Linked DNA regions of Mus musculus: all the other regions are linked to region 5. A link is a contact called in public Hi-C, HiChIP or PLAC-seq and promoter capture Hi-C data. All regions are on one chromosome and are shown on one strand. Each heading gives the region's core, a stretch centred on a gene start, on an enhancer-like site or on the middle of the called end of the contact. The rest is flanking DNA. Distances are from core to core; before and after follow the strand shown.

Evidence for each region. Promoter capture Hi-C pulls out the DNA fragments that hold promoters and counts their contacts. Hi-C and Micro-C count contacts between places; a contact is called where the count stands out from the background. HiChIP or PLAC-seq counts read pairs in DNA pulled down with a chosen protein or histone mark. Capture Hi-C pulls out chosen DNA fragments and counts their contacts.
Region 1: a contact with region 5 is called in a promoter capture Hi-C map of liver, with 3 times the contacts expected there. The contact joins the promoter of Dcun1d2 here to the promoter of Ankrd10 in region 5. A contact is called at or near these places in 6 of 39 promoter capture datasets (cranial neural crest, embryonic stem cells, hippocampal neurons and 2 more), 3 of 484 Hi-C or Micro-C datasets (B cells, CD4 T cells and uterus), 2 of 115 datasets of contacts at active chromatin or transcription factors (astrocytes and pancreatic cancer cells) and 2 of 9 other capture datasets (adipose tissue and liver).
Region 2: a promoter capture Hi-C map of liver shows a contact between it and region 5, with 9 times the contacts expected there. The contact joins the promoter of Lamp1 here to the promoter of Ankrd10 in region 5. A contact is called at or near these places in 4 of 39 promoter capture datasets (embryonic stem cells, liver and pre-B cells), 1 of 115 datasets of contacts at active chromatin or transcription factors (astrocytes) and 1 of 9 other capture datasets (adipose tissue).
Region 3: a contact with region 5 is called in an H3K4me3 HiChIP or PLAC-seq map of bone marrow-derived macrophages, with 5 times the contacts expected there. The contact joins the enhancer-like site here to the promoter of Ankrd10 in region 5. A contact is called at or near these places in 1 of 39 promoter capture datasets (hippocampal neurons), 2 of 115 datasets of contacts at active chromatin or transcription factors (astrocytes and bone marrow-derived macrophages) and 1 of 9 other capture datasets (liver).
Region 4: a contact with region 5 is called in a promoter capture Hi-C map of liver, with 2.9 times the contacts expected there. The contact joins the enhancer-like site here to the promoter of Ankrd10 in region 5. A contact is called at or near these places in 6 of 39 promoter capture datasets (the C10 cell line, HPC-7-derived erythroid cells, hematopoietic stem and progenitor cells and 2 more).
Region 6: a Hi-C map of CD8 T cells shows a contact between it and region 5, with 6 times the contacts expected there. The contact joins the promoter of Atp11a here to the promoter of Ankrd10 in region 5. A contact is called at or near these places in 4 of 39 promoter capture datasets (the 3T3-L1 cell line, hippocampal neurons, liver and 1 more), 1 of 484 Hi-C or Micro-C datasets (CD8 T cells), 2 of 115 datasets of contacts at active chromatin or transcription factors (astrocytes and cardiomyocytes) and 1 of 9 other capture datasets (liver).
Region 7: a contact with region 5 is called in an H3K27ac HiChIP or PLAC-seq map of large pre-B cells, with 4 times the contacts expected there. The contact joins the promoter of Adprhl1 here to the promoter of Ankrd10 in region 5. A contact is called at or near these places in 3 of 39 promoter capture datasets (liver and pre-B cells) and 3 of 115 datasets of contacts at active chromatin or transcription factors (astrocytes, extraembryonic endoderm stem cells and large pre-B cells).

What each region holds. Positions count from the first base shown.
Region 1 is chr8:13,286,642-13,289,448 of GRCm38.p6, forward strand. It overlaps Dcun1d2 (DCN1, defective in cullin neddylation 1, domain containing 2 (S. cerevisiae)), which reads right to left and starts at 1,485. Exons shown (of 7, transcript NM_001024504.2): 1 at 1,163-1,485. The coding sequence starts at 1,165. It overlaps Tmco3 (transmembrane and coiled-coil domains 3), which reads left to right and starts at 1,372. Exons shown (of 13, transcript NM_172282.2): 1 at 1,372-1,746.
Region 2 is chr8:13,157,488-13,160,697 of GRCm38.p6, forward strand. Lamp1 (lysosomal-associated membrane protein 1) reads left to right here and starts at 1,674. Exons shown (of 9, transcript NM_010684.3): 1 at 1,674-1,947. The coding sequence starts at 1,902.
Region 3 is chr8:12,778,314-12,781,201 of GRCm38.p6, forward strand. All of the region lies in intron 1 of Atp11a (ATPase, class VI, type 11A), which reads left to right. Among named protein-coding and RNA genes, the nearest start is that of Atp11a, 23 kb to the left of the region's middle. Within about 2 kb of position 1,423, at least 42 of the 459 cell types and tissues checked have an H3K27ac peak or open chromatin away from gene starts, as enhancers often do. A contact at or near this core is called in bone marrow-derived macrophages, where this site is marked.
Region 4 is chr8:13,123,410-13,126,538 of GRCm38.p6, forward strand. It overlaps Cul4a (cullin 4A), which reads left to right. Exons shown (of 20, transcript NM_146207.3): 6 at 58-220; 7 at 461-550; 8 at 1,382-1,464. Among named protein-coding and RNA genes, the nearest start is that of Mir7065, 11 kb to the right of the region's middle. Within about 2 kb of position 1,667, at least 3 of the 459 cell types and tissues checked have an H3K27ac peak or open chromatin away from gene starts, as enhancers often do.
Region 5 is chr8:11,633,993-11,637,183 of GRCm38.p6, forward strand. Ankrd10 (ankyrin repeat domain 10) reads right to left here and starts at 1,765. Exons shown (of 6, transcript NM_133971.3): 1 at 1,419-1,765. The coding sequence starts at 1,625. It overlaps Mir7238 (microRNA 7238), which reads right to left and starts at 1,744; the gene lies at 1,702-1,744.
Region 6 is chr8:12,755,183-12,758,284 of GRCm38.p6, forward strand. Atp11a (ATPase, class VI, type 11A) reads left to right here and starts at 1,834. Exons shown (of 30, transcript NM_001293667.1): 1 at 1,834-2,170. The coding sequence starts at 2,132. Gm33587 (a long non-coding RNA gene) reads right to left here and starts at 1,714. Exons shown (of 3, transcript XR_378725.3): 1 at 1,505-1,714.
Region 7 is chr8:13,252,807-13,255,627 of GRCm38.p6, forward strand. It overlaps Adprhl1 (ADP-ribosylhydrolase like 1), which reads right to left and starts at 1,356. Exons shown (of 7, transcript NM_172750.4): 1 at 1,012-1,356. The coding sequence starts at 1,222.

The DNA.
Region 1 (2,807 bases), core at 235-2,734, 1.7 Mb after region 5:
AGAGTGCTCCCATATAAGATTTTAGAAAGCATCTGTAAAATGTCCTTCCACAGACACTTAGCAAAATACCTCCTCTTATGGTCAATTTCAAAGGGCTCATAGGACAAACATTTGCTCAAACAGATTTGCGGCCCACTACAGATTGACTGTGCTTTGCCATGTGCAAGCCTGGAAATGAGGGCATCAAGTCCAAGTGTTCCCAAATCTTGAGCCTCCCAACATTTCCTTCCCCAGTGACGTTCCTGTCCAAGAGCGCAGGTGAGTGGCTTGGCCGCTGAAGTCTGCTAGCAGCTGGTCAGAGGAGTCTTTCTGCAGCTCTTCTCCATTATTTCTTGATTTCTAGGTTCAAACCTTTTAGTTTTCCAGCCTCGTCCTTCTCGGTATTGGTTCCATCCCCTCTTCCCTCCCCAGGGTTCGGTCCTCAGTTCCCCTGTTTCCTCTACGCAAACCAAGCCAAGCCGACATCTCTCCCAGGACAGAGACAAAACTTGTCTTCCTCGGCTCCCATTCGCTTGCATCCTCTCGGAGCAAGGCTACCCCGAGACCCAAGGAATGGGACTGTCAGGCGTCCTCCCGCGGTCCAGGCCTTTGCACGGCTCTACTAGGCAAACCCTCCTCTACCTCCAGGGCGTCCAGTCGGTCCCTCCCCGCCTCCAGGATTCCCAGCCTGATCTCAGGAAGAGAGCGGGCGAGTAGGGGATATCCTCGCCGCGGCGAGAGCTGAGCGGATCGCAAACCATGCTAACCCCGCGGAGCCTTGCGCACCACCTTCCGGGGATCGCGTCCTTCCACCTCTTCCACAAACCTCCCCGGGCTGACGGCTTCAAAGCTCTGCCAGCTCCGCCCCAATCGGCGTCACTGTCCACTCAGAAGCGGGACGGCTCCGCCCAGCAGGCAGGTTGTCACCCGTCGCACAGCCCCGTCCCGCCCTCCGGTCCGGTCAGCACCCAGCTGACCCGGCGCCGCTGCCCTCCCCGGAGATCCAACTGGGCTCCTCACACCCCTCTTCACACCATGCTACTCCAAGTCAACCGCGCCCTCCCTCAACACCACGACGGGCACGCCCGGCCTCTCGGTTCGGTTATCCTAATGCCGCCACAGAGAGGTGACCTCCGCGCCCGGCTCTGGCCCGCACCTGCAGAGCGCAAAGCTAGCCACCTACCATGCTCCCCAAGGCTGCCGAAGCGACTTCAATTTTCTGCGCAAGCGCACGCCGCTCTTCCTCTGCGCAGGCGATTGCCGCGGCGGCTAGCAGCAGGCGCTCTGCGCAGGCGCAGTGTTCGAACGCTCCCTTCAGGTGACTGGGGGGGCTCGCTCCGTCTTCGGCTCTCCGCGTGCAGCGTGGACAGGCGCCCCTCAGCTCCGAGGCACAGCGTTTGGGTCACATCGTAACCTCTCTCGGAGGCTGTTGCTGTTCTGAGGCTCTTAGGCTTACGCACTCTCTGGAAGCTGGCTGGCCGGCCGGCTCCCGGGACTCCAGTTCCCGGCGTGCATCGCGCCGCGCGAAGGACGACGGAGCTGTCCATCGGCAGCCTGCTTAAAGGAGCCGCACCTACTTTCCAGCTGCGCGTCAGAAGCGCCTGAAGTAAGAAGAGGGCGGTGCCGTCCTCGGTGTCCTGGTCCCGAGGCCAGGAAAGAGATGAGGGCAATTCTTTGGCGGCCCTGAGGTTCGCTGCGTCGGGGAACTCTCGATCGGGGACAGTGATGCTGAGGTCGCATGTCCAGAGAGCGGCCTCCTCCATCGGGGTAAGCTCTGCAGCTGCGGGACTTCTGTCCTGAGATGCGCTCCACCGGGGTCCTCATCCGGGTTGCTCAATCCTGGCGACTCCTACCCGGGGCTCCTTCTTGGTTTGTCTCTTCCAAAGGGGATCCTTCCTAGGAGACTGCCTTTGTCTACTTTCCAGGGGGTGGAGGGTCTTTTCCTAGAAGTTCTTTCGGGGTATGGGGGAAGACAACCGTTTCCAAGACTTCACCTAAACTCGGAGGTTCAGCTCCCCGAGCCTCCCGTTTTTTTGTTCTTCCCTGTAATTTTTTGTAGTCTCTCTGTCCCGCCCCGTGAGGCTGCCCGCAGACAGCCTCTTCTTAAAGATAAACCTGGAAAGACGCCCCAAGATTGTCTCTTTCAATAAGGGATGTGGGTGCCCTGCAACACTTGACTTAAGCTTATACAGCCAGGGAGGTTGGCAGAGTCAACAATCAAACCAAGATGGTTTACACATTAATTTCTTAATTTAGGTGGTAAAACCAATCAAGTAAGTTGAAAGTGACAGGGAAGGTCACTCTGGCCCAGTGGGTTTAACCTCTCGTTTATTTATTGTCAGCATCCATCTCATCTTCCTGGGGTGCAATGTAGATTTGCTTACTTACCAGAGAAGTGTTTGCTACTGATGAAAGGGCCTCTTTCTTCATAGATCTTTTTCTCCTCCTTGGCTTCCCTAACTAAAAAAAGAACAAGCAGCTGGCTAGTGAGTAGGCTCTGTGTCTCCTCTCTTTGTGGATTTAAGTTGGCACCTCCTGAACAAATAAAGTAGCTATTTGAACAGCCCTTTGGGCACCACCAAGAAGCCATGGTTCATTGGTTCTAAGTCATATAGGCTGTTTGCTCTGCCTCTGTTTGACTTATCTTCCTTTGGTGCATGGCATCTTATTCCTCTTCTGTATTATATTCTCTATTTCTTTTTCCAAAGTAGTTTCAAGGATTGGCCGGCTACTGAAGTGCTTCATCTTTGGCAGCTACCTGTTATGTTCATGTGGGTACAGGTGCTCTTTTAAAATGTACTTTAGAGTTAAAATAGGCTTTGCTGATG
Region 2 (3,210 bases), core at 424-2,923, 1.5 Mb after region 5:
GTTTTATCACATCAATGGAGAAGTAAGCAGAGTCTTGTGATTGCAAGCTTGTGCCCCCATACCTCCTTCTAATTTTCTGCCTTGCTCCTCCACTCCCTGTTTTTGACAGTCTGTAACCCTGGCTGGCTTAGAACGCAGAGGTCCACCTGCCTCTGCCTCCCAAGTCCTGGATTAAAGGGATGCACACCCACACCGTTATATCCATCTTAAAAAGACCCCCCTCCTTTAGAAAGTGATCTTTGACCCATTTCTCCCAGTTTCTTTTTAAAATTTCACTTTATTTTGTGCATGAGAGTTTTGCTTGAATATAGGGTAGGCCTGTGCATCATAGGCAGGTGTGGTGTGCCCTCAGAAGTCAGGAGAGGGCATCAGGCTCCCCGGAACTGGATAGTTGTGAACCATGTGAGTGATGGGACTGGAACCAAGGTCCTACACAAATGAGCCATCTCTCCAACCACTCTTATTCTCCGGTCACAGAATAAACTAGTCCACTACATAAACAGCTTTTAAGTTTTGTTACTGGGTCTACAATTCTGAGGAGGAAGAACTCAGCTTGAATGAAAAATCTGTTAACAGGAGGAATCCTCAAGCTAAAACTTGAGGACTTCAAGGTAGATCTGGTGGTCTCCGGCCTTTAGTCCCAGCACTCTGAAGGCAGAGGCAGGCTGATCTCTTGAGTCTGAGGCCAACCTGTCTAAGTAATGAGTTCTAGGATTGCCAGGGTTATATAGAGAGACCCTGTCTCCAAAACAATATAATAACATAAAAGCTCAGATTATTCATGCCATGGTGGCACACACCTGTAATCTCTGCGCTCCTGACAGGATGATTGCCCAGAGTGTGGGGCCAGCCTGGTCCATGCGAGTTCCAGGTCAACCTGGGCTTTAGGGTGACGCCATGTCCCCAAACATCAAACCAATCCTCGAGTTTTGAGTGTGACATTCACAAAAGAGGAAAATACTTTAGTATTGAACTCTTCATGGAAATAGTCATCTCAGGTAAGATGACCATCCACATGCCCTTAAGCAGCCAGGAATGGTCAAGAACACTGCGCCCACACACATCATCTGAGCACTCAGGAAGCAGAGGCGGGCTGATCTCTGAGTTTGAGGCCGGCTAAAGATATATTCTGAAATCCTATCTCTTAAAAAGTATCTTTTCCACATCTCCCACCATCTACGTATCCTAAAGGACTGTCCTCTGCCTGGATCACCGAATGGGACACATTCGGGGCTGACCCTAGACACTAGTATGTGAGCCTGAAAGTGGAGGTCAGCCTGGGCCTGGGGCACGGGTCTAGATGGGAATACCCACCTCGAAATGGATATGCACACTGTCCTGGGATGTAAACACTGGTATTGACCTAGACATGGCTCTCAACCAAGACTACCACTGGGCTGCAGGCCTTCAGGGGCTTGGACCTGAACTGTGGCATGTAGCTGGCCTACGGGGCTCAGTCCAGCCTTCATGGCTTCCTGTTTCCATCTTCACTTTCTCCGACAGCGTTTCTCCTTCCCTTACTCAAAGCCACAACCTACTTTCCATTTCGGGACACTCGGGAGAAAGGCCGTGGGGGGGGGGGGGGGAAGGGGGTGGGGAGAGGGCAAGATATCACGTGGTCCAGCGCCCACGTGATGCCGACTGGCACGTGACCACATCACGTGCGGAACGGAGCCTCCCGAAGAAGTGAGGAGTAAGCTGGCGGTCCACGGGCTCTCGCGAGACCCTCGGCTCACGTGACCGGCGGGCGCGGCACTGCTCACGTGACAGGCGCTGCCGGCCGCAGGGTCCTCTCCGTGCCGGCGCCGCAGCTGCGGGGCCTCTCGAGTCGGTGGACGCGCCCTCCCGCCGGCCTCGCCGCCCGCGCAACCGCCGTCCTCCGGCCTCGGCTGCGTCGCGCCATGGCGGCCCCCGGCGCCCGGCGGCCGCTGCTCCTGCTGCTGCTGGGTGAGCCCGAGAGGGAGGGAGAGAGAAGGAGGGCCGGGCGGGGTCGGTGTCTCGGGACGGACGGGAACAGAGCGGCAGGCCGGGCGGGGACGGGGCGCCCGGAGCCGCGGGCGTCAAGAAGGCCTCGAGCCGGCCCGCCCGCTCCGCAGTGGCGCTCGCCGCCTGGGAGCCCGTGCGGGCCTAAGGACGTAGGTGCGGGTTGGGAGCCCAGTCTGAGCCGCTCTGGAAGGAGCTGGGCTGGAGTTCCTGCCAGGCAGTGCTGCTGGCTCTGAGCTGCCTTGTGAGAGGACTGGGTGCTGCCTCGGACCCTGCCTGGGGTGCCGGGTGCCCTTCCTCGCCGCTGTATCCCGGCAACGCGGAGCGTTTCGCTGCGGTGCCAGCATCTTCAGGACGGGAGAGAGGTGGCTGGCCAAATCTCCTGGGCACAGAGGCTCACACCCCCAAATTCTGTGACTGTGACTTTATGGAATTCGTTTACCCTTTCTTTTATTTTGCTACTTGTGTGAACTCTCTGGTCCGTGAGAGGTGCGCTTACTCGGCGGTCTTAACCCAGAAGCCTTGCTAAGGGGACCTGTGACCCTTCACGGTTCAGGAGTTGTAGCTAATATACGAGTTGCCGAAACAAGTTCTGTTGTGTCAGAATGGCTTGGTAACTAGCTGGAGTTCAATCTCCAGCACAGCCAAAAACGACTTAAACCCTTAGACTGTTTTATACTTTTAAAATGGGGGGAGGGGTGTCTCACCACCACGCTGGCCTGAAACTCACAGGTTCAGGTTCTCGTAGTCTCTGCTTCCTAAATGCTGATTGGGATAAAATCCAAAGGACAGCCAGGTTAGGCCTCTTCATGTTTTTCAAACTACCTTGTGGCTTGCATAGTGGTTTATACCTTTAATCCTGAGCTAGTGTCAGGACGATCTCTTTAACAAGCCATTCTGGTCTATATAATGAGTTCTAAGACAGCCAGGACCGGAGACCCTGTTGCAAAAATGAAATAAATAAACGAATGAATGAATAAACTAAACTAATCAGTGGTGGCTCACACTTGTTAGACCGTGGAGGCTGAGGCAGGGGAATTTTAAGGTTGGGTCAGCCTGAGTTTGTAATCTAAGCACTTAGCAGGCTTATGTGGGAGACTTTCTGTGAATCGGAGGCCAACCTGGGCTACAAAGTGAGACACTGTTTCAAAGCAAAATCTAAGTGGAGAGGGAAAGTCTGTGACCCTGATTGAGTGCCCCTGTGCCATAAATTGTCCCAGCTTTCAC
Region 3 (2,888 bases), core at 173-2,672, 1.1 Mb after region 5:
CTGTGTGAGGTTAGCCTGTGTGTCCATTTGACTGAGCACACCTGTGTGAGGTTAGCCTGTGTGTCCATTTGACTGAGCACACCTGTGTGAGGTTAGCCTGTGTGTCCATTTGACTGAGCACACCTGTGTGAGGTTAGCCTGTGTGTCCATTTGACTGAGCACACCTGTGTGAGGTTAGCCTGTGTGTCCATTTGACTGAGCACACCTGTGTGAGGTTAGCCTGTGTGTCCATTTGACTGAGCACACCTGTGTGAGGTTAGCCTGTGTGTCCATTTGACTGAGCACACCTGTGTGAGGTTAGCCTGTGTGTCCATTTGACTGAGCACACCTGTGTGAGGTTAGCCTGTGTGTCCATTTGACTGAGCACACCTGTGTGAGGTTAGCCTGTGTGTACATTTGACTGAGCACACCTGTGTAAGGGTTAGCCTGTGTGTACATTTGACTTAGGCAGCAAATGTTTAATTGCAGAGCTGTGTTAGAATCCTTCTGTTTTAAAGTTGGAGCATTAGATACAATGTTTACAACCTATTCATATCAAAACTTACTTATACCCTTTCTATGTTTTCTTCTAGAAATATATGTTACATTGTTAAAGTTGCAATTGGCTAAGAACTGCTGTCAATTCAAGCACAGTTAGGGTTGTGGTCAGAGATGTCCCCACCGGCTCATTTCTTGAATACTTGTCTCCATCTGGGAAGGATGAACCTTTAGGAGTGGAGTCTGATGGTGAAAGTAGGGCACCAGAGGTGGGCCTTTGAGATGATAGCATGGCCCTTGGCTCTGGCCCTGGTCTCTGTCCAGAGCAGCCGCTGCTGCATGCTTTTACTGTCAGACACTGGGCCCTTCTTCCCCACTGTGATAGCCCGCAACCCTACAGGAACCATGAGCCCAGATAAACATTTCCTACCTTAGCTTATTTGGTCAGAAGTCGGGGTCATAGTGATGCAAAGTGACTGATAGAGAAGATTTGCACAGAGATGGGGGTACTTCTGTGACTAAACTTGACCCTCTGGAACTTGTTTGTGGGAGGAATTCTTAACGGTTTGGAGCCAAAAGCTAATGAATCCCTAGAATGCTGTGTGTTTGGCTTACTGGTGCTGGTGGGAGTTCGAAGAATAAAGCGATGACAAATATAGACAAGGCTGTGCAAGCTCGAGAAGGTTCAGACGGGAGGGAAGGGGGAGGGAGGGAGGGAGGGGAGAGGGAGAGTGTTCCCTGGAGGGCTTGGAGCAGCAGGGATGAGAAAGTACAGGAGGCAACAAAGTGAGGGGACAGGAACCCTTGGATAAGCTCATGGCTCTGCCAAGCAAGTTTGTTTAGAAGCAGAGCACTTTATATACAATTTACAATGGAAAAATGAGACACAGCCGAATTCCATCATACACTGGGGTGATGTCACCTGGAAGCTAATCACGAAATGTTGCACAACAGGATATCAAGTGAGTCACAGACCAAGCTCACAGCAGCCTTGGAGCAGATAACCCCAGCCCTTCATGTGGGAGAAAAGTCAAGATTTTAGGACTGAAGTTCCCCAAGACACTGCCTTCAAGGTAGCCTTGCCAGGCATGTCCTGGTTTCCTTCACCAGCATCACGGCCGCAGAGAAAGCCTTGGGTCAGCTTGGGAATTGGCCTAGAGGCCTTTCCTGCTTTCTCCTGGTGGAGACCCCTTGTGCTCTGCCCATGTCCTGAGACTTGACAGTAGTCAATGTGGCATGTTAGTGCCTGCTGCATTTAGTCAGAATTACAGTGAGAATCGTGAGGGACAGCATGTAGAAAGATTTTGAAAAAACGTGCATTTTGACTGGCAAGAGCACATTAATGTTTGGAACAAATAACTGGGCTACACAGCTGTGGCTGTTAAGATCAGTGCCATGAGCAAGAAGCCATGCACTGTACTAAGGCTATAGGAGGATGAAGCCCTACCCACCAAAGGTTCTAGTTTGTCAAAATGTAGCCATGCCTGAAGGGTGAGGAGAGGGGCTGCCTAGGGCTTCCTAGGCTCAGCTCCACAGACATATGACTGTGGTCTCCATCTAGTACTTGCTGAGGTGGCAAAAGAGCACAGCATTCATTGTGCACGGCGTGCTGGATGTTTAGGCATGACAGACTCCGAAGCTGTCAGGCTCGAAGGCCATAGCAAGAGTTGTAAGAGAAAGCCTGAAGACCAGGTCATGGGTTGGGGTTGGGTTCATATGAGCCGATGTGTGTGTATAATATATATATATATATATATATATGTGTGTGTGTGTGTATATGTGTGTGTATACACACACACACACACACACACACACATCTCATACCTAGGGTTGTTTTTATCAGGTATTGTGGTCACTGCAACATAGTAGTAACAGGTTTAGAACATAAGTATTCATGTGCCTCAATATCTCTGTTCCTCCGTGCAAAATCTGAGGGCACAGCCCTAGTACTCACTTAAGGCTAGTTGCCATGGTAGCACTGGCTTTAGATGCCATCAGAACACAGGTACACATCATCCAGACATAGCACTCATATGAAAAGCATTTATGTTTTCTTCAGTAGTTTTTGTGCATGTGCGTGTCCCTATCTGAAGTCTAAATGCATCCTGCCCAGATCCGCTCTGGCAGTATGAGAACATCTCTAAAGCCATCATTGGCTTCAAGGAGCATCCTCCGGAGGCAGCAGCCTGGATGGCTCAATACCATTCTCCAAGTACAGCATTAAGGAGATGAGCCATAGTTGCTTCATGGCTTGGAGAACTCAGCTGATGCCAGGGGAAAGAAATTCTAGTTAGACGTGGCCTGCCTCTTTCCAGGAATGACTTGAAATTGCTTATGTAATTAAATGCAGCATAAGGAAGGAGGGGGGTGGGGGTGGGGACCCAGAACAAAACAAAACAAAACAAAAAACA
Region 4 (3,129 bases), core at 417-2,916, 1.5 Mb after region 5:
CACGTGAAACTCTAGAGGATCAAAGGTAAGCCAAAGCCTGTTGTGCTTCTCCATCAGGGACATGGGCCTAGAGCTGTTTAGGAACCACATCATCAGCGACAGGATGGTGCAGAGTAAGACCATTGATGGGATCCTGCTGCTGATTGGGCGTGAACGAAGTGGAGAGGCTGTGGACAGGAGTCTGCTTCGGAGTTTGCTAAGCATGCTCTCAGATCTCCAGGTGAGGCCTTGGTCTTGAGCATTTGTGCTTGCGCCAAAGTAAAGGCAGGCTTCAGAGCTGTAAGTGGGGACTAGTACCCAGAAGTATGAGTGGACATCCCGATTGTCTAGTCCTTAAGGAGAGTGATGGAGGCCTGTGGTACAGTCTGCACGGAGCTGCAAGAGAAGCGCCTGATAAGAACCAGTGCTTGAAAAGGAAGGTTTCTGTGCTCAAGCTCATCAGGAGCTGCTTGTTTCCTAGGTGTACAAAGACTCATTTGAGCTGAAGTTCTTGGAAGAGACTAACTGTCTATACGCTGCTGAAGGCCAGAGGCTGATGCAGGACAGGGAGGTGAGCTGTGCGGCCGACTGCATTTGGCTGTAACCCACTCCTTGGGCCTGCTGCCCTTTTGTATGTATACATTTGCCAAAGTCTCTGGAGTCTTTGGGAGAGAACTGCTTGCTGTACAAAGGAGTTAATTTCTTTCCCTTAGAAGCTTTCTTTCTTTATTTCCCCTCCCCTAAGTATTTTCTAAAATAGCGATGTTTAAGCAAGCCTATGTCTAATGTCTGAGCCTATGTCTAAGCAAGAAGATAAAGAGCTAATCTTAAAAATCAAACATGTCACTGTGTAAAGCATTGGTGAAGAATGTATGTGAAGAAGCCTAGATAATAACAGCAGTGTCACCTCAGCCCCTCTGAGCAGCTTCTTAGGTCTAGAGTCCAGTCCCAAGGGAGTGATGAGTCCTATGTGGAGCCACCTGCCCCTGCCAAGATGGGCCCAACCCATCAGATCACAGTTTAGCTGCAGCCGTGCTAGCTAAGGTGGCACTGAGGACAAGCGATGGCTGTCTGCAGTTGCCGTGACTGCAGGGGAGGGAGGATGTCACCGCTGACAGATCCGTGTGATCCATGTGTACAGGTTGCTAGTAAGCTTTGGCTGTCTCCCCAGGTACTGATACTAACTCACCCATCGTGGCCCACTGGTATTTGTCCCCCCGCACTTGGTAGTAAGCCGTGAGAGTGGCCTGGGCCCTGCCTGGTTAGAGGGGCTTCTCAGTGGCAGTCTGTTAGCGAGTGAGTGGGTTTGCTTCTCTCTCTCTTTTTCTCTATTTTTTGAGGAAATTTTATGTATAATGTGAGAAGTCTTTGTCATTGATGTGTTAAATGTTTTTTTTGGAAGGTTCCAGAATACCTTAACCATGTGAGCAAACGTCTAGAAGAGGAAGCAGACCGAGTGATCACCTACTTAGACCACAGCACACAGTAAGTAAGCCCTGCACTGACTCCTCAGTCCCCACAGCCACGGCCTGCTGGCCTCACACTGAGGCTATGGCCATGCTTCTGGCTGCACCCAGTACTCTGAGACTCTGCTCCCAACACCGAGCTTTGCTTATAATGTGTGCACTCAGCAGTTACACACTGGATTTCTTACCACGAGCTATCTCAAGAGGACTCAGGAAGGAGAGCGACTCCCTCAGCGCCTGAGTGCTTTGTTTGCCTGATAGAACTTCACTGAGCACCAGGCTCTTGTCTTTCTAGCCTCTTGTTCTTCTAAGGTTTTGTGAGTCCATTTCCTGTGCAGGGTGTGGTGATTCGAGTGTGAGCACAGGTGCCTGAGGGAGGAGCCAGCGGTGTGAGATCCCGAGAGCTAGGGGGCTGGGGTGCAAGAGCAGTGTGCACTCTTTAGCCACTGTCCACCCATGTCTTCATGGCCATGATTCTCATGAAACAGTACACAGTTTTCTCTTTTCATTTGTCTTTTCCTCTAGACTCCAGGTCGATGCAGTGTTTGTGCAAGATGTGTTATGCACTACTGTGAGGAGATGGAGACATGGGGGTGGGGCACAGAGGAGACAGTGAAACTCCCGTCCTTTGGGGTTTGGGGACAAGAGGAAAGAAAGGGTCAGATCCCAGGAGGCATAGCATGCAAGTTCAGGACAGCACCTTTTTTAAAAGAGCATTGTGTTCTCCATTTCCAGAGGGGGCACCATGGGTCCCAGTACAGACCTGTGCTGGGAGAGGCTGGGTTCCACCTGTAAAGAGACTCTCTTCTAAGGATCACTGGTCAGTAAAAAAAACTATAGCCCATGAGCTGAGGCCGAAAATAGGAGCTCAGATACCTGGCAGGAATAGAGACTTCTGGGAAATAAAAACATGGGAGACCCCACCCCCCCGAAAACTGAGAAAACAGATGTTTGAAGACAAGGAGGGAAACCGACCATGCAGCTGAACTCTGGCTGCAATAAAGGGGGTAATAAGTTAAAAGCAAGGCAAAGCTTTGTGGCCTAAGCATTTATTAATAAATAGTCTAAGAGTCATTATTGCTGGGAATTAAGTGAAAAACTAGATTTTATACATGGTGCCAATGTAGAGAATATAATCCAAACCTTTTAATTTCATATTCAGTTATTAGGAGTCAATATTTAAGGGGATTAGATGTTCAGGAATAAAATGGATATTTACATCTGCCTGGTGGAGGCGATGAGTTAAGGGGAGGCCATAGGAGGCTGAGTGTTAGCAGCCAGAGAGGAGCAGAGGCTACACTGACTCCCCAGAAGTGGAGCCTTAGGCCACTCATTTCTGAACTCCATTTCCATGGAGGGTGGGATATAATCCTGCCTTTTGCCATAGGTGCTATGAGGTTTAAATTTGCTAAAAAGTTCCTTGTAAAAAGTTGGTGTACACCTTTAATCTAATGCTCAGGAGGCAGAGAAGCGGGTGAATCTCTGAGTACAAAACTATACTCATCTACGTCGTGAATTTCAGGCCAACCAGGGCTACTTAGGGAGACTCGGATGACGCTGCCTGAGTCCAGTCCCTGGGACCCAAGTAGCAGAAGGAAAGCGTTGAGTCCTGAAGGTTCCTCTGCATCTACACACATGCTGTGGTGTGTGCGCAATGCATCATTTCAAACACTGATACAGGGTA
Region 5 (3,191 bases), core at 515-3,014:
GCCTGGTCTACAAAGTTAGTTCCAGGACAGCCATGGCTATACAGAGAAACCCTGTCTCGGAAAACCAAACCAAACCAAACCAAACCAAAAAGTAATCGCTGGTGAGATTTCCCAAGGGAAACATACAAGTACAAAGTGGCAGTAAGATGAACAGGTGTCAAGAGAAAAGCAGTTAGTTAACCTTTAACGTGGAGCCAGGATTTGAACCTGTTAGCTATGCCGTGTTCAACCTAGGAAACTGGCTTTGGAATTGTGGAGGGTCCTTTTAAATGGGGCATCTGGTAAAAGCAAGATAGTTAGCCTTCACAATGGCCAGTTTTCCGGGAATAAATAAGCCCCATAAATTACTGGGTAACCTGAGCATCACTGGTAGGTACAACCTAGGGAAACACGCTGGAAACCTACAGGAGGGAGAGCAGTAACACATGGCCCGGCTGGGGTGAAAGGCTCAGCCTTTTCGCCTCTAAGAGCTTTCCGTAATAGTTGGAACGGGTTAACAAGATGGTTCCGTATCTTAAGACCATCCAGGTTTCAGATAGGAAAGCTCAGAACTACAACGTCCTCGCCTCCGCTACAATACTGGTCTCCAAAGTCAAGTCTACAACTCGTTCTCCGTAGACGTGAAAATGCTCCTTTAGCTTTAGATCAAATTCTGGTAAACAGTACAGCGTGAATTTTGCCGCTTTATGGCGCAGAAGCACTTCTGTGTGCAGGTTAACTAAGGCGACCACGAGAAGGTGGATTCCCAGCGACTACCTGCACCCAACTGCATGCCACCTTTCAACACCAGGAGAACGGGGCCAATTAGCGCAGCTTACACAGGACGGTCCCGGTGGAGAGGGGGCCGATAGGCATGGCCGCGACCCCGCCGTCGGCCATAGCAGGTGCAGACTTGACACCCCCGGCTACGAGGGCAGCGCCCATCCCTCCGTGCCTTCAGGGGGCCCTGCACCCGGTTTCCATTAGACAGAAGCGCGAGGCCCCCAGTTTCCTCCTCGCCACGATTCCCGAAGCCCGGCGGCCTCCGCGCAAACGGCCTCAACTGCAGTCTGCCCGCCCCGCTCGGAAGAGCCACAAGTGTGCACATGCGCCCTGGATCCTTCGGGGGAGCCGGCGAGACGGACCCCATTTCCGCCCCGCCTCCCAACACTCCCCGCGCCCCCGGAGGTCCTGGGTCGCGCGCCGCCCGCCGCACATGCGCCTTGAAGCCCTCGAGGCGCCCGCGGCGTCTGAGCAGCTTCCGCGCCCCCCACCCCCCACCGTCCTGGGTCGCAGACCGCGCGGTACCGCACATGCGCCCTGGAACTCTCAGGGGTTGCGCTGCCGCTGCCGACCGCGCTCTCCAGACACCGTGGGGTGCGCTCTGACCCTAACAGCACACCACGCGGAAAATGGCGCCTTAAAGTGCCCGCGCCCACCTTGCCGAAGTGCGCAGCCCAGTGCACGGGCGTCCAGCCGTAGAAGGAGTCCTCAGCGGCCAGGTGAGCGCGCGGCGTGTGTGGCAGCAGCGAACAGAGCGCGACCAGGTCCCCGTCCCGGCAGGCGCGGTGCAGCGGGAAGCGGAGCGACAGCAGCTCCTCGCTGGAGAAGCCTGCCTCCACGGCCGCGCCCGCTCCCGCTGACATGATGGGTCGCTAGGAAGCACGCGACTGATCGGCCAGAGGAATGTGCCGGTGAAGGCCTGCGAAGCTGCCGCCACTCGAACACAAAGGACAGGCGAGCTGCTGCCGCGTCCCATCCGCATCCGAGCGCAGCGAGCACTGAGGGCGGGACCTGAGCCACGGGGCGGAGCCTGCGCCTTGAGAGGGTGGGGCCTAACAGTCCGCTGCCTCCGACCGCTGCTGACGCCCGTGGTGGGGCGAGGCCCGCGCCTGGATAGGGTGGGGCCTCCCGCAGGTGGTGCTGAGGCTGGCGCCTGGGATAGGGCGTGGCCTTGGCTGCAGGGCGGGGCCTTCTCAGGGTCTGCGCAGGAACGCCGCCTTAGGCGTCTGGTGGTGAAGTTAGGGGCTGGGAGGCGATCACCGCTTGAGGAGGCCGCTACTGATGCCAACGCTGAAGGTGTAGGGGTTGAGGGTGGGCCTGCACGTTAGTGTGGTTAGAGGGACGAGACTTGCCGGGCAGTGGTGGCGCACGCCTTTAATCCCAGCACTTGGGCGTCAAAGGCAGGTGGATTTCTGAGTTCAAGGCCAGCCTGGTCTACAGAGTCAGTTCCAGGACAGCCAGGGCTATACAGAGAAACCCTGTCACGAAAAACAAACAAACAAACAAACAAAACAAAACAAAAAAAGGAGGGGGGAGACTTGGCTGCGACTGAAGCCTGAGGAGGCCGCGCCTGAGACCTCGCCTGAAGCCGGAGGCCTACGACCCTGGCTGTAAACCTTGCCTGGGGCAAGGCCAAAGCCCAGGCCGGCCTCTCTGTGATTGGCAGCTGAAAGCCACGCCTTAACTAAAGGAGGAGAGTCTGGGATTTGGAGCGGAGCGGCGCTCTGGTCGATTCCTGGGGCGGCTGGGCGTGACCTGGCGCTGGTGGGTGTGACCTGGAGCGGTTGGAGCTCGGCCGCAGGTTCCTGCTGAGGACGATGCCTGAGGCGCTACTTCTAAATAGAGCTGCTGCTCTGCCAGGCACACTCGCGAGTGGGGACTCAGGACTCTGGCAGCCGGCCCTGGCCTGCTTCCGCGGTTGCCTGAGTTCCTCCAATTAGTGTTTATTGGGCGCCTGCGGAGCACAGCTCCTCATTAAAAACCCGAAAACAAGGGTGCAGCCAGTTAACTTCGGTATGCCTTAATTGGAATGGATGCCAGAGAGAATCGAGAGGCCCTGGCGTCTGTAACTGTAAAGCATGAGTCACGTGAGCAGGCTGGGCACATGGTGAAAGAAATTTTAGAAAAATTGACTACTAAATTCTCTTTCCAATGGTACAATGCTATGGTTGTAAAAAATTTGAAATTTTTCTTTTTTCTTTTTCTTTTTGTTCTAATTTTGGTTTTTCGAGACAGGGTTTCACTGTGTAGCCCAGCCTGGTCTACTCACTCTGTAGACCAGGCTGGCCTTGAACTCAGAAATCCTCCTGCTTCTGCTGGGATTAAAGGCGAGCACCACCACCTCCTGGCTATAAAATTTGAAAATCATACTGAGCCATTAAGGAGTAGACACTATTCATGGAAGTTTTACTTTTTTTTTTTTTTTTTTT
Region 6 (3,102 bases), core at 584-3,083, 1.1 Mb after region 5:
TTTCTCTAGCTCCTTCATTGGGGACCCTGTGCTCCGTCCAATGGATGGCTGTGAGCATCCACTTCTGTATTTGTCAGGCACTGGCAGAGCCTCTCAGGAGACAGCTATATCAGGCTCCTGTCAGCAGGCTCTTGTTGGCATCCACAACATGTCTGGGGGATCCATCCCATATACAATAAACTCTCGATTTCTTAAAAGCAAGGAAACCTTCCTAAACAGCCTCCAGCATGTTCCTCTATGTGTTAATTAGCAAGTCAGCCACTTGCTAGAATGAATGGTGTCAGCTGGAGGGAGCCAGAGAGTCCTGAGCCCCACAAAGGGTGAAGGCTCAGAGGATGAAGTCACTCACTCCTGTTGCACCACCAGGGAAGTGCTTTGCTCTGTATGAAGAATAAGCTAGACACCAGGGCTCACTCCTGTGTTCCAACACTTCAGAGGCTGAGGCAGGATGTTTGTATAGAGTTTGAGACCAGCCTAGAATGAAGATTCGGTCTCAAAAATCCAAACAAGAAAAAAGAAAGGAAGGAAGGAAATGAAACATTCCTCCAAGTAGAACATTCTCTAAGGATAGATAGGAAGGCTTTATCCTGAGGCACATCTGTGCCAGGAATACCCACTGCAATTGTAATTGGCCAATAGCCTACAATTTGGCCCAGCAGTCATGGTAGGAAAGAGATAGAGCATCAGAGACACATGAACAGCCCAGTCAGGCCCACTGAGGCCAGCAGCTAGTCCCTAGACATAGAGGCCTGCTGTCCTCAAGAGTCCACACCACAGCTAGGAGTACCAATGAGCGCTGACTGCCAACTCCACCAGGCTCACAGCAAGTCCAGGAAGCCCGGAGAGAAAACCCTTTGCCCTGAGGCTGGCTGGGTGTCTGTAGCTGGTGCTCCGTGGTGAGCACTGGTGTAGAACTTAGGTAGAAAACAGGGTAGAAGGCGGTGGTGGCTCAGGAGATCAGTTTAGTCACTGGCACCATTGCCACCAGTGTCTAATCCAAACCATAGCAAAGTCAGATCTCCTCCACACCCTGTCAGAACGCTCTCAAATACATTCCTAATCCTCAGGTCTGGTGCTCCTGATCGGCCACTGCAGATCCCTCGTCTCTGGTTCTACCGTTATCAGAAGCAAAAGCAAGGGATGTGGAACCAGTAAACATTAGCTAGATTACGGCTGGGCTGGAGGTAAGGAAGGTTGTTCAGCCATGTGCCACTTCACACCTAGGCAGCAAAGAACCACCTTCCCTGGGTGCTAGCCATGGTGATACAGTTGTAAGGTAGAAGCAGGAAGCATTTGACAGGGGGCTGGACCACAAGGTAAAACCCAGGACTGTGGAGGGTCTTCCCTGAGGCCTGGTTTCTGGAAGGCAGGACAGAGACTGGGCCCCAGGAGTAGGTAGAGGTAGAGAGTAGTGAGTCATGAGAGCTGGATCAGGACGTGTTTGGTTTGGTCTCCAAGGGAGTCAGTCCCAAAAGGGGTGGTAATGTTCGCTCCCTGTAGCCACCTGAGGATCCTGTGTCTTCTGTCCACGCCACGGCAGGAGGTGTGACCCCCCCCCCCCCCCCGCAGGCCTAGGGACCCAGGCCCATGGCACTCGCCATGGAGTCCTGGGCTCACAGCCAGGCTTCCGTTTTAGAAGAGGAGTGAACGGGGCGGGGGTGGAGAAGGGGTGGATCAGCACCCGACGAGCCACGCGGGGGCGATGACAGCCCCCCCCGCCCCCCCTCCCCCAGTCCCGCAGGGAGGCGGAAGCAACAGGGCGGCGGCGACGCGCTAGGGAGTCGCGGCGCGCGCGGGGCCGGGGCGGGGGCTGCGGCGCGCGCATGCTCACACGCGCCCGTGACGCGCGGGGCGCAGCGGGGCAGAGCCGGCTCCAGAGGCGCGGCGGCCGCGGGAGGAGCAGGCGCGGAGCATCGAGCGCAGGCCGCGTCGGCCCGACGGGAGTAGCGCCGGGCGCAGGCCGCCTCCTCCGAGCCGCCTGCGCGCGGGCCGAGACCCTTGGCCGCCGCCGGCGGGGCATGAGCGCGGAGGGGCCGCGGCCGCCCCCCGCGCCGCCCAGGCCGTGACCGGGCGGGGGGCGGCTGCGCTAGCGCCCGCAGCCCAGGGGCTCGCGGAGCCGGGAGCGATAACCATGGACTGCAGTCTATTGAGGACGCTCGTGCGCAGATACGTGAGTGGCTCTCTGTGATGGGTCCGGGGTCCGGGGTCCGGGTCTGGGTCAGGGTTCAGGCCCGGAACGTCCCGCCGTCGGGTCCCCGCCGCGCTCCACCTGCGCTCGGCCAGGCCCACCCGGAAGGCAGTTGCAGCCGGGTCGATCCCGGGGTCGAGGGACATCCATCCTTATGGGGGTTGCGCTCAGCCCCAGCGGGGCGGGCCGACGCGGGGACCGGGACCGGCTGGGACATATGTACGGGGCTGCGGGGAAGCGGGGAGCCTCCACAGGGGAGTCAGAAGTGAAGTTTGCCATCTCTGAAAGTAGTCAGCCAGGTCCGAGTGCGTAGTTCCCGGCTCCCTTGGATGCTGCTGCGCGGTTAGTGACGGAGTGCCTCACCAGGGGAGACCAGGGAGGTAGGTGGCATCCATCAGCCGGGATGGAGCAAAGTGGGTGTGTGTACAGAAAAGAGAGAATCTGCCCCGGGACAGCTTGTCTTCCCTAAGCTGGACACAAGGACCTATTGTACGGCAGCTGGCGCGGGGTGGTCACAGGTTTGAGGAGCGCGTGCCTTGCCCAGTGCGGGCTGGGTACGGAGGGGACCAGAGCCGGCTCTCTCTAGCTTCTCTGAGTGACACTTGTCCTTGGATGTGGGTTTTTCTGAAGGGGAATTTACCCGGGTTTTTCTTCTTGCTTTTCTGGTTAATTTCCATCCAATTTTGGCCTTCCAGTAAGCAAAGAATGAGACTAGGAAACTGCAGCCCTCCCCACCCCACCCCACCCCACCCCACCCCCGTGGGAAGCGAAAGGAGGAGGGGTGGTCTTCTTGGTCCCTGTAGACAGTCACCTGCCAGCTTCCCAGGGCCACAGGACGAATTTTCCGTCCCTGGTGCTGTCTTTTACTTCCACAGTGCCCTTAGGCAAGCCTTCAGCTATTTTATATTTCCTTA
Region 7 (2,821 bases), core at 106-2,605, 1.6 Mb after region 5:
GTGGTGAAAGCACCTCAGCAGTGTGCTTTCTTCTGCCTCGTTATTCAGGGGCAAGTTGATGATATTCCTATACAATGACCACAGAATCCATAAATACCTGCGTTTCATCATGAGGTACACTCAGAAAGATGCTTCACCATTTTCAACAAGCTGTGACACCATATCTTATCAATGTGTGTCTGCTCTATTTAGAGACACGGCATTGGTGGCATTCCTATACAGTGACCACAGAACTAAGCTGGGCGTGCTCACGACAGACGGACAGAGCAGGGAATGCGTATGTGGGGTCTGTTGGCTCAACTGCTGGCCTCAGGCCTCAGTTTTGCAACGATGGCATGCCAGACCTGCAGGGTATTACCATCACACTGTGTCGAGAAAAGACACACGGCGCTTGTATATGGGCGCGTCTCTGAAATCCAGGTAACATTTTGTTGATTTTAGCTCCTTAGGAAACAAGCTTTGTTCTTCCATGTCCAAAACTCTTCCTTAGACAATTTACTCATAAATTACGCCCAAACTGGATCGCTCGGACAGACAGCTCAACCTTAATTATTTGGATCGGAGATGCCACCCCCAAACAATGTTATCTCAGTGGGCCCACATTTCAAGCTCTTCTTTATAGACTTAGAATAAGATGCTCAGCCTCTGCAGTGCACCTATGTCTGTCTGTGCTTTGTCTCCCCCACCCCTGCCCCGCCCTGCAGAGCAGCTCCTAGAGGGTTGCTCACCTAACACAGAGACAAGCGAACACTGTTCAGAACCAGGAGCTTAATTATCTGCCAAGGGCTGCTGTCCCCTAAAGACACTCAGGAGAAACATGACCTGCCCGCTGCCTCTCAGGCTCCAGGTCTTGGGGGAATATTAAATCCCTGCCTTCAGCAACAGTGTCAGGTAACACAGGGCTCTAAGACACCACCTTCAGGGTTCTTGGTACTGGTTTGCTATCAACCCAGGTGGCCTGTCTTTCTACCCCAGCACACTTGGAGCCACGAATACGCCAGTCAGTCCTACCTGTGGTCAGGGCTTCAGCAGTCGCCATGTGCATGATGGTGTTGTCGCTCACTGGCCACCTCCCAGGTGAGAGCACAAGGCTGTCCAGCCCCCCTGTCTTTTGCAGCTCCTCCTGGATTGAGCCTAAAACGCTGTTCTCCCTGCAGATGTTTCCATAGCCGAGGGCATCTCCAACACTCCCCAACAGCATTGCAGCCTTGAACTTCTCCATCTTGGAAGGTGACCCCTCTTACCCTGCGGTTGCCTTTGTCCTCTCCTGGCCACCCTTAGCCAGCCCCGCTGACATTTATACTGGTCATTGTATCACCATCCAGCACTCTCCAAATGACCAGGCGTTCCTTCCCTGCCTTGGCAGGTGGCACCAATGAGATAAAGGCTCAGAGCTCACCACGTGGGAGCTGTTTGGGACACGCTGGCTCTCCAGCAAAGGAGTCTGCTGGCACCAGTGTACACCCAGCCAGCTCAGCCCAGCTCAGAGCCCGTGAGCTGTGCTACTCTGTCAGCACCTTGGTGAGTTGTGCCCCCTGCTGGCAGAGCGACATACCACAATGAGAACATACTGCTCCATCCCGGTTCCTTGACCATCTGCTCTGCCCTACCTTCAGACAGACACACTCCTTTTGCCCCTTCTTGTCTGCCCTCTTTCACTCAGCATAAAACTGAGGCCCACCCATTGTAGTTTTATGCTTTTAGAAAACTTTTCTGGCTGGGCAGTGGTGATACACGCCTCTAGTTTCAGCATTCAGCATTCAGGAGGCAGGGGCAGGTGGATCCCTGAGTTTGAGGCCAACCAGGTCTACAGAGTGAGTTCCAGGACAGCCAGGGCTACACAGAGGAACCCTGCCTCAAAAACAAAACAAAAAAAACAAAACAAAAAAAAAACCAACAACAAAAAACAAACAAAACCCATCCCTTATTATAAAATTGAGGGCTGTGGGCTGCAGTAGACCCGACAGAGCAATGTTACCTAATGTATACAAGGCCCTTGGTCTGATCCTCAGTTCCATTAAAACCATGACATGAGAGAAAACCTTACAAGAACGAGAACTCCCAGCTCCTGTGAAAAAGTGTTCTCTCACAACTTAGTGTCCAGTAAGGGGCTCCAGTGCTAACCTTTAGTGATGCGTGTCTATACAAACAAACTTCACTTGTTGTAAACATCACTGCCTGCTCATGGAATTATTAAATAATGAGGATGGATAGGTGCACTTTATAAAGCCAGGCTTCTTGGTTTGAAATGACCTAGGTCAACCACCTCCCTATACCCTGTCTCAAGCACAAACCTTGCAGCCTCAGACATTGCTGGCCCTCTTGTGACGTAAATCTGTCACCCAGAATTGGCAGTGCATCACTTGGACTTAGAATACAATTGGAAAGAACTTTAGTGTGTAACAAGACGCCCTTCCTGCTGGCCCAACTCTCAGTCTGAAGCAGTCCCACAAATCCAGAAGGTACATAGCTCCCATCCAGACAGACAAACAGCAGAAGCCAGCAGGAGCCAGCTCCCACTTACGGTGTACCAACTTATGGACAAGTGTGACCTGGCTCAAGGAGTGAGGTCCAAGGACTCTTGGGAGAGGCTTTGTTGTGGATGTTTGGAAACCACTTCTACACTATTCGGTCAAAATCACACACAAGATAAGGCTGCCTCACTAGTCTGTCTACCTGACATTCACAGAGCCCCTTCTGTTACAGGATGCTAGGCACAGCAAAAGAAGCTGGGAAGTTGACTTCTGCGCCCACAGAGCATCAAGTATGAACTGCACTGAACATTTAAACTACCACAACTCAGCACCTACGTCACTTAGAC